Regions from separate parts of the Macaca mulatta genome. Here region 2 is linked to region 1. A link is a contact called in public Hi-C data. All regions are on one chromosome and are shown on one strand. The core of a region is the stretch at or near the end of the contact, and the rest is flanking DNA. Distances in the headings are between cores, read along the strand shown.

The links. Hi-C and Micro-C count contacts between places; a contact is called where the count stands out from the background.
Region 2: a contact with region 1 is called in a Hi-C map of liver, with 4 times the contacts expected there. The contact joins the promoter of MGAT2 here to the promoter of RPS29 in region 1. A contact is called at or near these places in 2 of 14 Hi-C or Micro-C datasets (CD4 T cells and liver).

The regions. Positions count from the first base shown.
Region 1 is chr7:122,801,681-122,807,454 of T2T-MMU8v2.0, reverse strand. It overlaps RPS29 (ribosomal protein S29), which reads left to right and starts at 1,616. Exons shown (of 3, transcript NM_001267537.1): 1 at 1,616-1,711; 2 at 1,947-2,046; 3 at 4,295-4,374. The coding sequence starts at 1,650. The coding sequence ends at 4,303.
Region 2 is chr7:122,837,408-122,843,406 of T2T-MMU8v2.0, reverse strand. MGAT2 (alpha-1,6-mannosyl-glycoprotein 2-beta-N-acetylglucosaminyltransferase) reads right to left here and starts at 3,708. Exons shown (of 1, transcript XM_015143648.3): 1 at 1,178-3,708. The coding sequence starts at 3,241. The coding sequence ends at 1,898. RPL36AL (ribosomal protein L36a like) reads left to right here and starts at 3,889. Exons shown (of 2, transcript XM_001088742.5): 1 at 3,889-3,932; 2 at 5,351-5,800. The coding sequence starts at 5,385. The coding sequence ends at 5,705.

The DNA of each region.
Region 1 (5,774 bases), core at 367-2,866:
AAAATAAAATACCTTTTCATTCTTATCACTAGGCCTTTTGTGCATCTTCTATTCTAGTTACACAAAGTTGTTTGCCTTACCTTGGCTCAAGTGCTTTCTTTCAACAGGCATTCCCTTCTGTCAAGTGCTGCCTGTAGAAATCCCATTCTTCAAGGTCTACCTCAAAGGTCTCTCAAATGTACCTCAAGCTGGAACTAATTTCTCTTCTTCGCTCCTCTCATACTTCATGAGCACACCCATCATTGAATACAGAGTATTTTCCTTAGTTGTATACGTGTTGCTGGTGCACAAACGTTGTATGTTGAGGTCTTGGAGATAATCCTGTTTTCCACAGTAGATTAGATTAGAACATTTTGAGGGCAAGGAACAAGTTATATGTAGTTTACAAATCTCTGACTCCCCTCCTTCCTTAATCATATAATACAATGCCTAACTTAATGATTGGGTAGGGGGACCCCACTAGAACCCTGACATAACATACCTTAAAGAAGTGTTGTATTTCAATTTATAAGAGTTTATATGTAAAAGTTTCTTGAATTGTTGCACCCTGTGCTACATTTTATAAATCTACTTAAAGCTTTGATTTCAGAGCAGTTTTATCTGGAGGCATTATAAATGACCATATGGAATTTTAGGCATCTTTCAGCAGAAATTCGTTTATTGACATTTTTTTTTTGCATTTTTGCATTTGCTTTTCATTAGTTGTTTTGTCACCAAATTATCTAGTCAAAGCAGCATACATTGCACATTACTTGCTTACTACTTTACATTCAGCCAATTACATTTAAGAATCAAATACACTAAATGCCAAAGAATCTCATTTTTTTTCTGGAATGGTGTAGGTGTATTTCTTGGAGGAGTGTGTCAAAAAAATAAATTTGAAAAGGTACTCTGTTTAACAAAATAAAAGCAAACCCTACCGTTGACTCGTGATTATTACAGCTGATTTTAAGTTGTTTTGTAAATTTATTCCAGTAGGTGTCACTGGTGAGTCGAGGGAAAAATCCTTTCCCAAGTGTAACCTTTTAATGAAAAGAAAGTAAAAGATTTAATCAATAAAAGAGGCTATGAATATGCATTTCTTTAGAGTTCAAAATTAACGTATTTATTGTTCAAAAGAGACAGGGTCTCGCTATGTTGCCCAGGCTGGAGTGCAGTGGCTATTCACAGGCGCGATCCCACTACTGATCAGCACGGGAGTTTTGACCTGCTCCGTTTCCGACCTGGGCCGGTTCACCCCTCCTTAGGCAACCTGGTGGTCCCCCGCTCCCGGGAGGTCACCATATTGATGCCGAACTTAGTGCGGACACCCGATCGGCATAGCGCACTACAGCCCAGAACTCCTGGACTCAAGCGATCCTCCAGCCTCAGCCTCCCTAGTAGCTGGGACTACAGGCACGCGCCACCGCGCCCGGCGGTCGGATAGAGGCGCAGAATAGCACTAGAAGCTGTGGTATGGTGACGTCATCAACTGGGACGGCCCACAAGGCCTCTAAGATTTCATTTTATTCACCCCGCGAAACAACCTGAGCACACTGCGCACGCGTTTCCTTTGAGCACTGCATTCTGGGTAAACTGTCTCAAAAGTTTGAAGAGCGCATGCGTGGGCGAGCTCCTTCCTTTTACCTCGTTGCACTTCGGAGAGCAACATGGGTCACCAGCAGCTGTACTGGAGCCACCCGCGAAAATTCGGCCAGGGTTCTCGCTCTTGGTGAGAAATAGTTTGTGATTTTGGGGAAGCGTTGCTATGGAGCGCTAGGCTGCTTAAAATCTCAAGTAGAGGAGATCACGGGCGGCACGAGGGAGCAGGCCGACTGGGAGCCGCTGGTGCCGCCATTACAGGCCTGTGCTGGGGCCTGGAAGTCCCGGGATGCGGGTAGTAGCCGTCTGAGTGCGGAGTCTTGTAATTTCTGTGATCTGCAAAGCCGCTGTCTTTTTTCTTACAGTCGCGTGTGTTCAAACCGGCACGGTCTGATCCGGAAATATGGCCTCAATATGTGCCGCCAGTGTTTCCGTCAGTACGCGAAGGATATCGGTTTCATTAAGGTAGGCGTCTGCAGGCGTTCTCCATGTTTGTGTGGGCGGAGGTCGTGGTGGTTCTTTATTTTTTCTGCGAAAGACAACCGACAGATCTTCCCTGGGGTGGTAAATCTGAGCTTTCGACCAAGAGCTTTTCCTCTTTTTTAGTTGGTAGCTGGTGACAGTGTTGATGGTTTGGACAATCAGATTAATAGAATGGAGAAGGTGAAGGACTTAGTCATTCCTACCCACTTTTACATAGATAGCTTAGTCAGTTTTAGGTGCCATGTATTGTGTTGGGTGAAATTATTCACTTTACAGAGGCTACTAAAGTTGTTTTACATTTCTTTCACTTATCGATCTTATAAGTACCTATTCTTGAGACAGGGTCTCTCTCGGTCGCCCAGGTTGGAGTGCAGTGGTGTTGTTTTGGCTCACTGCAACCTCGAACTCCTGGTCTCAGGCGATCCTACTGCCTTGGCGTTCCGAGTAGCTGGGACTAAAGGCTTTCGCCACCATGCGCGGCTTTACCTAGATATTTTCTAACCAAATAAATGTATTAACCACTGACCCCAAGTTTTTTTTTTTTTTTTTTTTGAGACGAAGTCGCACTCACCCAACCTGGAGTGTAATGGCATGATCTCGGCTCACTGCAACCTTCGCCTCCTCGGTTCAAGCGATTCTCCTGCCTCAGCCTCCTGGGTAGCTGGGATTACAGGCGCTCACCACCATGCCCGGCTCATTTTAATTTTTATTTTTAGAAGAGGGTTTCACCATATTGGTCAGGCTGGTCTCGAACTCTTGACCTCGTGATCCGCCCGCCTCTCAGTGTTGGGATTACAGGTGTGAGCCACCGCGCCCGGCCACCCTAAGTGTTTGATAGGGTCATATACTGGAATGAACTAAAAGTTTGGGGTCAGAAAGCTATTAAGATTCAGCAAACAAGGGTCCGCTATTTAGTGCTTCTATCTCTTGATCACCTTAAGCAAATGTTTATATGAAACTTTTGGCTTCTAAAAATCTTTTAAATAGTAATTTGGGGTTTTTTAAAGGTGAAAACGAATTTATTATTGACTCCTTGAGATAAATTCACCAGCTTTTTGATTCTTAATTTTGTATTGGACAATACTGTTCTATAATGATGTAAATTTTTTTTTTTTTTTTTTTTTTGGAAACTGGGTCTCCGTCTTTTGCCCAGGCTGGAGTGCAGTGGTGTGATCTCAGCTCACTGCAACCTCCCCCTCCCGAGTTCAAGCAATTCTCCTGCCTCAGCCTCCCGAGGGGCTGGGATTACAGGCGTCTGCCACCACGCCCGGCCTGTTTTTATTTTTTGTGGAGATGGGGTTTCGCCGTGTTGACCAAGCTGGTCTTGAGCTCCTGACCTCAGGAGATCAGCCGCCTTGACCCCTCAGAGTGCTGGTATTACAGGCGTGAGCCACTTGGCGCCCTGTTGTAAATTGTTAATATGGATTCTGCAATGCAGCAGGGACAGAGAAAGTACCTTTAAATTCAGGCTTGACCGCCTTGGACAAATACTTCAGTATATGCTTCTTGTTAAAATGAGAAGGTTCGCCTAATTCGAGAGGTATATTACACATAAGAAAATGGACCTTGGCCCACACCCTAGCTCTGTGTCCTAGATAAACTGTGGGCCAGGCGAGGTGCCCCACGCCTGAAATGCCAGCACTTTGGGAGGCCGACAAGGTGGGCGGATCTCTTGAGCCCAGGATTTCCGCGAGAAGCCTTGCCAACAAGGCGAAAACCTGTTTCCACAAAGATTAGCCTTGTATGGTGGCCCGCACCTGTGGTCTCAGCTACTCACGAGGCGGAGATGGGAGAATCGCTTGAACCCAGGAGGCTTAGGTTGCAATCAGTGGAGATAACTCCATTGCACGCCAGTCCGGGAGACAGCGAGACTGTCTCAAAAAAATAAAAAGATGAACAGTGTAATTATAGTTGCCTACTGAAAAACTATCCTGTGCATTTGGTAAAGATCATTTATTTACTAGTGTTTTGTTTTGGGAAACATTACTTTGATGGAAGAAGCGGGATAGCATTACCAAAAATCATTCTAAAACATAGTTGATTTCTGGAGTAGGCATTCAGTAAATATTTAAACTATGTAGAACCTGGTGTGGTTAGTTTGGGTAGGTCAGAGATCCAGTTAAACATTCTATAATGAGCCATTTTTTTTTTTTTTTTTTTTTTTTTGGTGAGAATCAAGTAGAGATTAAAGCATTTTGAAATAAATCATTATCTGCTTTTTTTTTTTCAGTTGGACTAAATGATCTTCCTTCAAAGCATTATCCAAGGTCATCTACTCAGTGAAAAACTATGATAGTTCTTTGTACATAAAATAAACATTTGAAAAAACCCTTCCGTTTATGAGTGATCTTCCTTCAAAGGATTATCCAAGGCATCTACTCAATGAAAAACCATGATAGTTCTTTGTACATAAAATAAACATTTGAAAAAGCCCTTCAGTTTATGAGTGTTTTAATATGACTGGAATAGTTAATTGGTTATAGAAATTTTGTTTTGTTTTTTTTTTTTTGAGATGGAATCTTGCTCTGTGGCCAGGGAGGAGTGCAGTGGTGCGATCTCTGCTTACTATAACCTGGTTTCAAGCCATTCTCCTGCCTCAGCCCCCACGCTCAGCTAATTTTTGTATTTTTAGTAGAGATGGGGGTTTCATCATGTTGACCAGGATGGTGTCGGTCTCTTAGTGATCCGCCTGCCTTGGCCCCCCACGAAGTGATGGGATTTCAAGCGTGAGCCACCACGCCCAGCAAGAAATCTTTTAAAAATTTAAATTTTATTACGTTCTCAATATACTTGTCTCGACTTATTTTCCCTGAGTTAACATAAAATTGTAGCAGCCAGTAAACTGATAAATGCCAGTTTTATTTTTATACTTTGCAAAATGTGTCAGGTTCATGCCAGTAATCCCAGTACTTTCGGAGGCCAGAGTGGGAGGACTGCTTGAGCCCAGGAGAACACCCTGGGCAACATAGTGAGACCTTGTCTCTAAAGACATTTTTTTTTTTTGAGACAGAGTCTCGTTCTGTCACCCAGGCTGGAGTGCAGTGGCACCATCTCAGCTCCCTGCAAGCTCAGCCTCCCGGGTTCATGCTGCTCTCCTGCCTCAGCCTCCTGGGGACTACAGGTGCCCACCACCAAGCCCGGCTAATCTTAGGTATTTTTAGTAGAGATGGGATTTCACTGTGTTAGGATGAGAAAAAAATGTTTTAAGGAATTTATATATGTTCACACACTTTTGGAGATACAGGGTCTTATCTGTCAATGTGTGCATGTTCATATTTGTGGAGAAAAGCAGTTGGGAGTATTTGGAGGGGTTGTCCAAGTTGTAAAAAATCATGGTCCTGAAAGACGTCTACTGAGGGACTCAGTAAAAGGTGAAGTGTAGGTGTAGTGTGTGGTTGCTTTAACATTGGTAATGCAGGTGACTGACATGAAATGGAATAAATGAAGGTAGGTGAAAATTCTTGGGACTTGACATGCTGTCATCTGGAAGTCTATTAGAAATGCCCTGTTTGGGTATACCCTGTGCCTCCTGAATTGGTGTACATTTGAACAAGAGCCCCTATGTGATCCAGGTTTGGAAAGTAGTGTTCTATCACTTGTGGACAATAATTGTACAAATACTTGAGTTCCTATATGCCAGACAGAATTCTGTAGTGAATGAAAAGTTCTCTTTTGAATTTATGTGTTGATAGAACAGCAATACATGATAA
Region 2 (5,999 bases), core at 2,459-4,958, 34 kb before region 1:
TTTTAGGGCAAGAAAATTAAAGGAAGAAAATGCAGAAAGGAAAATATTTGTTGATCTAATCACTAACCCCCAAAGCCAGGAACTGATCTATTTGTTTCAAAAACAGCTGCTACTTCAGACTCTGGCCTTCTTAGCTCTGTCCTGGAAATAACCTAAGTTTTTAGTTCTTTGAACTAGTGATGTCAGGTCAGAGTACCAGAAATAGGTAAAAAGCCTCCTGATTCACCCTTATTTAACCACCCCCAAATCTTGCACCAGATTGGGCTGTGAGGGTAAGTCTAAAGGTAGCTCGTAAAGCAAGAGAACTATTTACCTCACCTTGGATGAGCATATGTGCTCTTAAACCACTATGAATCTTAAATTGATGCAATAATTTTGAGACTACCATTTAATAGTTGTAAGTTGAAGTAACTTTTTTTTTTCTTGAGATGGAGGCTCACTCTGTTGCCCAGGCTGGAGTGCAGTGGCATGCTCTAGGCTCACTGCAACCTCTGCCTCCCAAACTCAAAGGATCCTCCCACCTCAGCCTCTCAAGTAGCTGGGACTACAGATGCACCACTACACCAGGCTAATTTTTTGTATTTTTGGTAGCAATGGGTTTTTGCCATGTTGCCCAGGCTGGTCTCAAACTCCTGAGTTCAAGCAATCTGCCTGCCTCAGACTCCCAGAGTGCTGAGATTACAGACATGAGCCACCACACCCAGCCCCTAATATCTTTACACAGAAATTAGTCTTTTATGAGAAATTTTTGGTTGAATGCAATTACAAATTAAGGGAAACTTCTACATTAAATATGGAGCAAAATTTAAGCCTGTTTCCTATAATTTTCTGTATCTGTCCTTTTAAAAAGTATGATTTAAGTTAAAGCCGGCACTAGAAAGTATTTCACTTTGGCATGACTGAACTTTGTACCATTTCTGGCTTTCAAAAACAATTTACGCTGTATTTACCTTACACAGCAACATTTTATTGTTCATTATCTATGCCTGGGTAATTTGAAAGCCAAACAGTTTCTTGCACAGGGAATGCATTGTCATGAGCTGGGTTTTATTTCAAACTCAATTATACAATGTGGCAATAATAAATATTATAATGCTAACTCAAAACTTGTAGAATGCCTTCACTAAACTTGCTATAAAGAGTAAACAAAACTTATTCTGCAAAAGGATTAGGAACCTTTTTATGCAAAAATGAGTATTTTATTTTGTCAGCACTAAAAGAAAAAAAAAAAAAACAAAACCACTGTATTTCTACATTGAGGTGAAAACAATGTTTAAACTTTCTTATCAATCAAATACATTCCAAAAGAAAGTGTGTTCTATGAAGGTTCCAAAGCACACTCAAAACACAACAGTACAGGAATCTAATACTGAAAATGACTGTTCTGACAGGGTGTTTTAATAAACATAACTTTTTAATTATTAAACCAGTGAAGCAATCCCTTCCTAGTAAGTGTGTCAATAGAGGGAAACTGGGTTTGTTCCATTAATACCCTAACCATTTCATGGTAATACTTTTTACTGCTTTGACAGTTTTAAATAAATTTTGCTGTACTTAAAATAGGTTTTAAAAGTGGAAAAGTGTACAAAGTTTCAGATAAAAAGATTAATAGATGCAATTTAAATCAAATTTCCCCTCTTCTATCAATCAACAATAATCAGTTTTAGCAGATACAGATTGAGCTTTAAAATCCTACTCCCAAAATGAAACCTTCAGTTTTAAATCTTAATCAGACATAATTGGAAAAGATTACTATGTATTTGGACACCTTTTACAAGATTTTGTTTTTGTATTAAAGCAGAAACCAGTTCCTAAACTCTTTTATTCAATTGTATGTCCTGTTTGGACAAATATCAAAAATAGAAGACTGTCACTTTTGCTTCTGTAATTGTGATTTTCACTGCAGTCTTCTATAACTTTTACAGAGTTCATGGTCCCTAATATCTCCCCACCCTCCATTTTTTCTAGGTGGAGAAATGGCTACCATAGTAAACTTCTCACTGATAGTTAGAGTTTCTGGAAACATGTATTGTTTGTTATTATTTAAGAGTGACTCAATTTGGGCACTCTGGGTGGATGGTCTACAGGTTTTCTTGTGATGCATACCACAGTCTCCAGCATGAAAAATCCTAGGAACTTGAGGAACCAGCACTTTCCAGAATTTTGGAAGACAAGATACAGTCAAGTATTGAAGAGTCCAGTCCCAGTTATAATCATCGTAAGTACAGAAAGTGTCTGTGCACTCGATCAGCTTCTGATAGGCATTCCGGGTCAAGGCTAGACCCATATTGTGCTCTGTGGATTTCCAAGTTTTCACATCTACCTTGTCAGCCATGCCATAGAAACTGCGACTGGCAGTATAGGTCCCCAGGGAGAGAACATCACATTCAGGGCACTCTTGCTGCTTCAGTTTCCACATCTTTTTGAAGACATGGTAAAAGTCTGGGGCTAAGTAGTGATCTTCTTCTAGGAAAAGTATAAGGCCAGCATAATCTCGAAGAATTTTGACTCTTTCCCACACAAAATGCAGCTTCCACCACCAGTGATGTTTGGTCTGGGAGAATTTGGCCTCTCTATAATGGCCGAAGGAGTCGGGATACTCAGCATTGATGCACCCCAATTTCAAAGCGGCATTCTTCGACAGGTCTCTGGGACAATCTCTAGGGTCACTGCCTGGAAACTCATTAGGGTACAACTGAATGCTGAAAGGAAAGAACACCTGCAGAACCGGACAGAAATCCACCCCGGCGATCAGCTGATTGATCTCGGTCGACCAGAAGTCGTGGCTAAAGATGACGAGGACGTTGTCAATTCCCTGGGCTTTTCGAAGTGAGTCCAGCAGCAGTCTGAGGTATTCGGGCCGGTTATGCACCTGGACCACCAGCACCAGCTCCCGGGGGGCCCAGTTGCCAGTCTTATCTACATTCCTCAGCGTCTGATCAAAGTTCAGCTGGTACACCAGGGACCGGTACCGCAGCGTCAGGTTGTCCGCCTCGGGCTGAGGGGCCGCCGGGACCAGGGGAGCCGCCGACTCGTTGGAGACCCTGCGGATGCCCACAGCCACAGAGGGGTGGTCCCCGCCACGGCTGCCGGCACCCCGCACGGGTTCGGCGTCCACCAACGGCGGGGCGAGGGCCTCGTTCTTCCTTTGTCGCCCATTGCTGCTCCAGAGGACGAAGCCGCAGGCGGCCACCACGAGCGTCAGGATTAGCACCTTCCGTTTGTAGATGCGGAACCTCATGGTCTCCAGGGCCGGGAGCGCGGGCGGGCGGGCGCGGAAAGGAGTAGCTGCTTCTGCACGGATGGGGCGGGCGGGCGGCGGCCGTCGCCTTGGCCTGTCACGGTCGGAACTGGCCCCCGCGGCTGCCCTCGCTAACTCATCCCGGACCCCGGGGGTCCTGAGGCCCGAGACCTCTCAGCTACCCCGCGCCGCCTGCGCTCCACACATCCTCGCCTGGCAGCTACAGCTCGGGCATCGGCGCCGCCGCTAGGAGCCGCGGCTCGGCTTCGTCTCGGTCCTCTCCATTCAGCACCACGGGTCCCGGAAGAAACCCAGCAGCTGCCCCACCGCACCCTAGCTTCGTTACCTGCGCCTCCAGCGGCCCTGCGTCCTCTGTGTTCTCATCCTTACGTGGGCCCTAGACGGCGAGGACTGAGCGACGCAGCCTCGCCCCACTCCGGTGGCGACAGTTCTGACAACCCGCAACTGGCCCGCGGAACACCGCGGCCCTCCGGCCCACACCCCTCCGGCCCGCCCCTTAGACCGTTGGTTGGTGCTTTCCAGACGCGACCGAAGGCGCCTGGCCGCCGTGACCGGCTGCCTATTGGTTCGCAGTACTGTCGCTCAGGTGCAGTTCCTACTTCCGCTTCTCTCTTCCCTTTCCTGTTAGGCGAGAGCTGCGCTACGCGAGGGTGTCGGACGCCGTTTCTCGGTAAGCTAAGAACGGAACTGTAGCGGTTCCAATTGGAGCCTCCGTTGCTCAGAATCCGGGGTAGGACTAGGCCTTCTTAGGAAAGGGAAGGCGAGACCCACGGCCCTCGTCGGCCTTAGTTCGAGAGCAGGCTTCTCCCTTCAGGCATGGCGGCTATAGGATCGCGAGGCGCGCTGGCTTGATAAAGACACGTCAGCCCTCTAGGCTGCTGACGGGTGACCGTGCTTCGGAGAGGAAAAGTGATACCACGCTGATGTGGTTCTCGGAGAAGGAACTGGGCGGGTCGTAACCGTAGCTACGACGTCGCGCACTGCCCCAGCCATTCTCTAGAGTTGGAAAATGGAGGAGGTGGTTGGGGGAAAGAGAGTCAAAGAAACTCTTCTTTTTCTGCGGAAGAAAACTAGATGAGCCGCACATTTCTTTTGGGGCAGCCACAATAAATTAAACCCATTTCGTACAGAAAACTGACTGTATTGGGCCTCCTAAAGCTGCTGCTCTTGATTTTCGTGAATCTTGTTCTATATGAGAAAAGAAAAATGGCTCGTAGCATTGTGAGTTCTTTGAGGTGTGCAAAATTTGCTGGGCCCAGAGAGACAGGAGTATGAGACTTCGGACACCTCCCCACTTCATGCCTGGCATTTTATTCCTGACTAGCTGCTTCACCCATTATGTCCGTGCTCCTGGAATTTGTCATAAAAAGAACGATGTATAGCCAGCCAATCGCTTGTGTTATTTTAATGTAAATTCTTGGTAAACAACTTAGGAACTGCCATTTTTTTCTCTAAAAATCCGCTTGCAACTGCTGCTATTCACGGCAATTTGAATCTGTGCTCCGGGTTGCAGTCCTCAAACTTGGCCCAAATAAACACTCTACTTATGAATTTTGCTCCAGTTGTGTTTTGTTTTTTTGTTTTTGTTTTTGAGGCGGAATTCCGCTCTTGTTGCCCAGCCTGGAGTGCAATGGTGCGATCTTGGCTCACCGCAACCTCCGCGCCCCGCGTTCAAGCATTCTCTTGCCTCAGCCTCCCGAGTAGCTGGGATTACAGGCATGTACCACCACGCCCGTCTAATTTTGTATTTTTAGTAGAGACGGGGGTTTCTCCATGTTGGTCAGGCTGGTCTCGAACTCCTGACCTCAGGAGATCCACTCACCTCGGCCTCCCAAAGTGCTGGGATTACAGGCATGAGCCACCGCGCCCGGCCTTGCCTCAGTTCTTGAGGTTGACAAAAAATTAGTCCTCCAGTAATTTAAACGAAGTGTTTAAAAAAGGTATGCACTTGTATGTGCATTTATTCATATGGAAAATGAGTACGTGGTGGGTTTATATATTATTTATACGGTTTTCGTATATCTACTTGAATAGCACTTTCACTTTTCGGAATGTTTAATGTCCGCTATCTTAAATATTTTACTACAGTTTTCATCATATAGACAACAGCCCTGCTGCAAAGATGGTCAACGTGCCTAAAACCCGAAGAACCTTCTGTAAGAAGTGTGGCAAGCATCAGCCTCACAAAGTGACACAGTATAAGAAGGGCAAGGATTCTTTGTATGCCCAGGGAAAGAGGCGCTATGATCGGAAGCAGAGTGGCTATGGTGGGCAGACAAAGCCAATTTTCCGGAAGAAGGCTAAGACCACAAAGAAGATTGTGCTAAGGCTGGAATGTGTTGAGCCTAACTGCAGATCCAAGAGGATGCTGGCCATTAAGAGATGCAAGCATTTTGAACTGGGAGGAGATAAGAAGAGAAAGGGCCAAGTGATCCAGTTCTAAACTTTGGGATATTTTTCTTCTGATTTTGAAGAGAAAATGTTGAAGCCATAGGAAGATTACCTGAGGGAAAATAAATAGTGATATTCTTACGCAAACCTTTTGTCGTTTTTACTTATAAATAGAATTCCATGTTTAGTGTAGTCCCACCTCAAACTTTTCTAACAAGTTTATATATATATTTATCTATATAAACATATATATATATATGAAGGGAAAATACTATATTGTTTTCTAGTCAATTTCAAATGTTGAGTGAATTCATAAACATTGAGCAGCTTAGAAGGGTCTATAAGA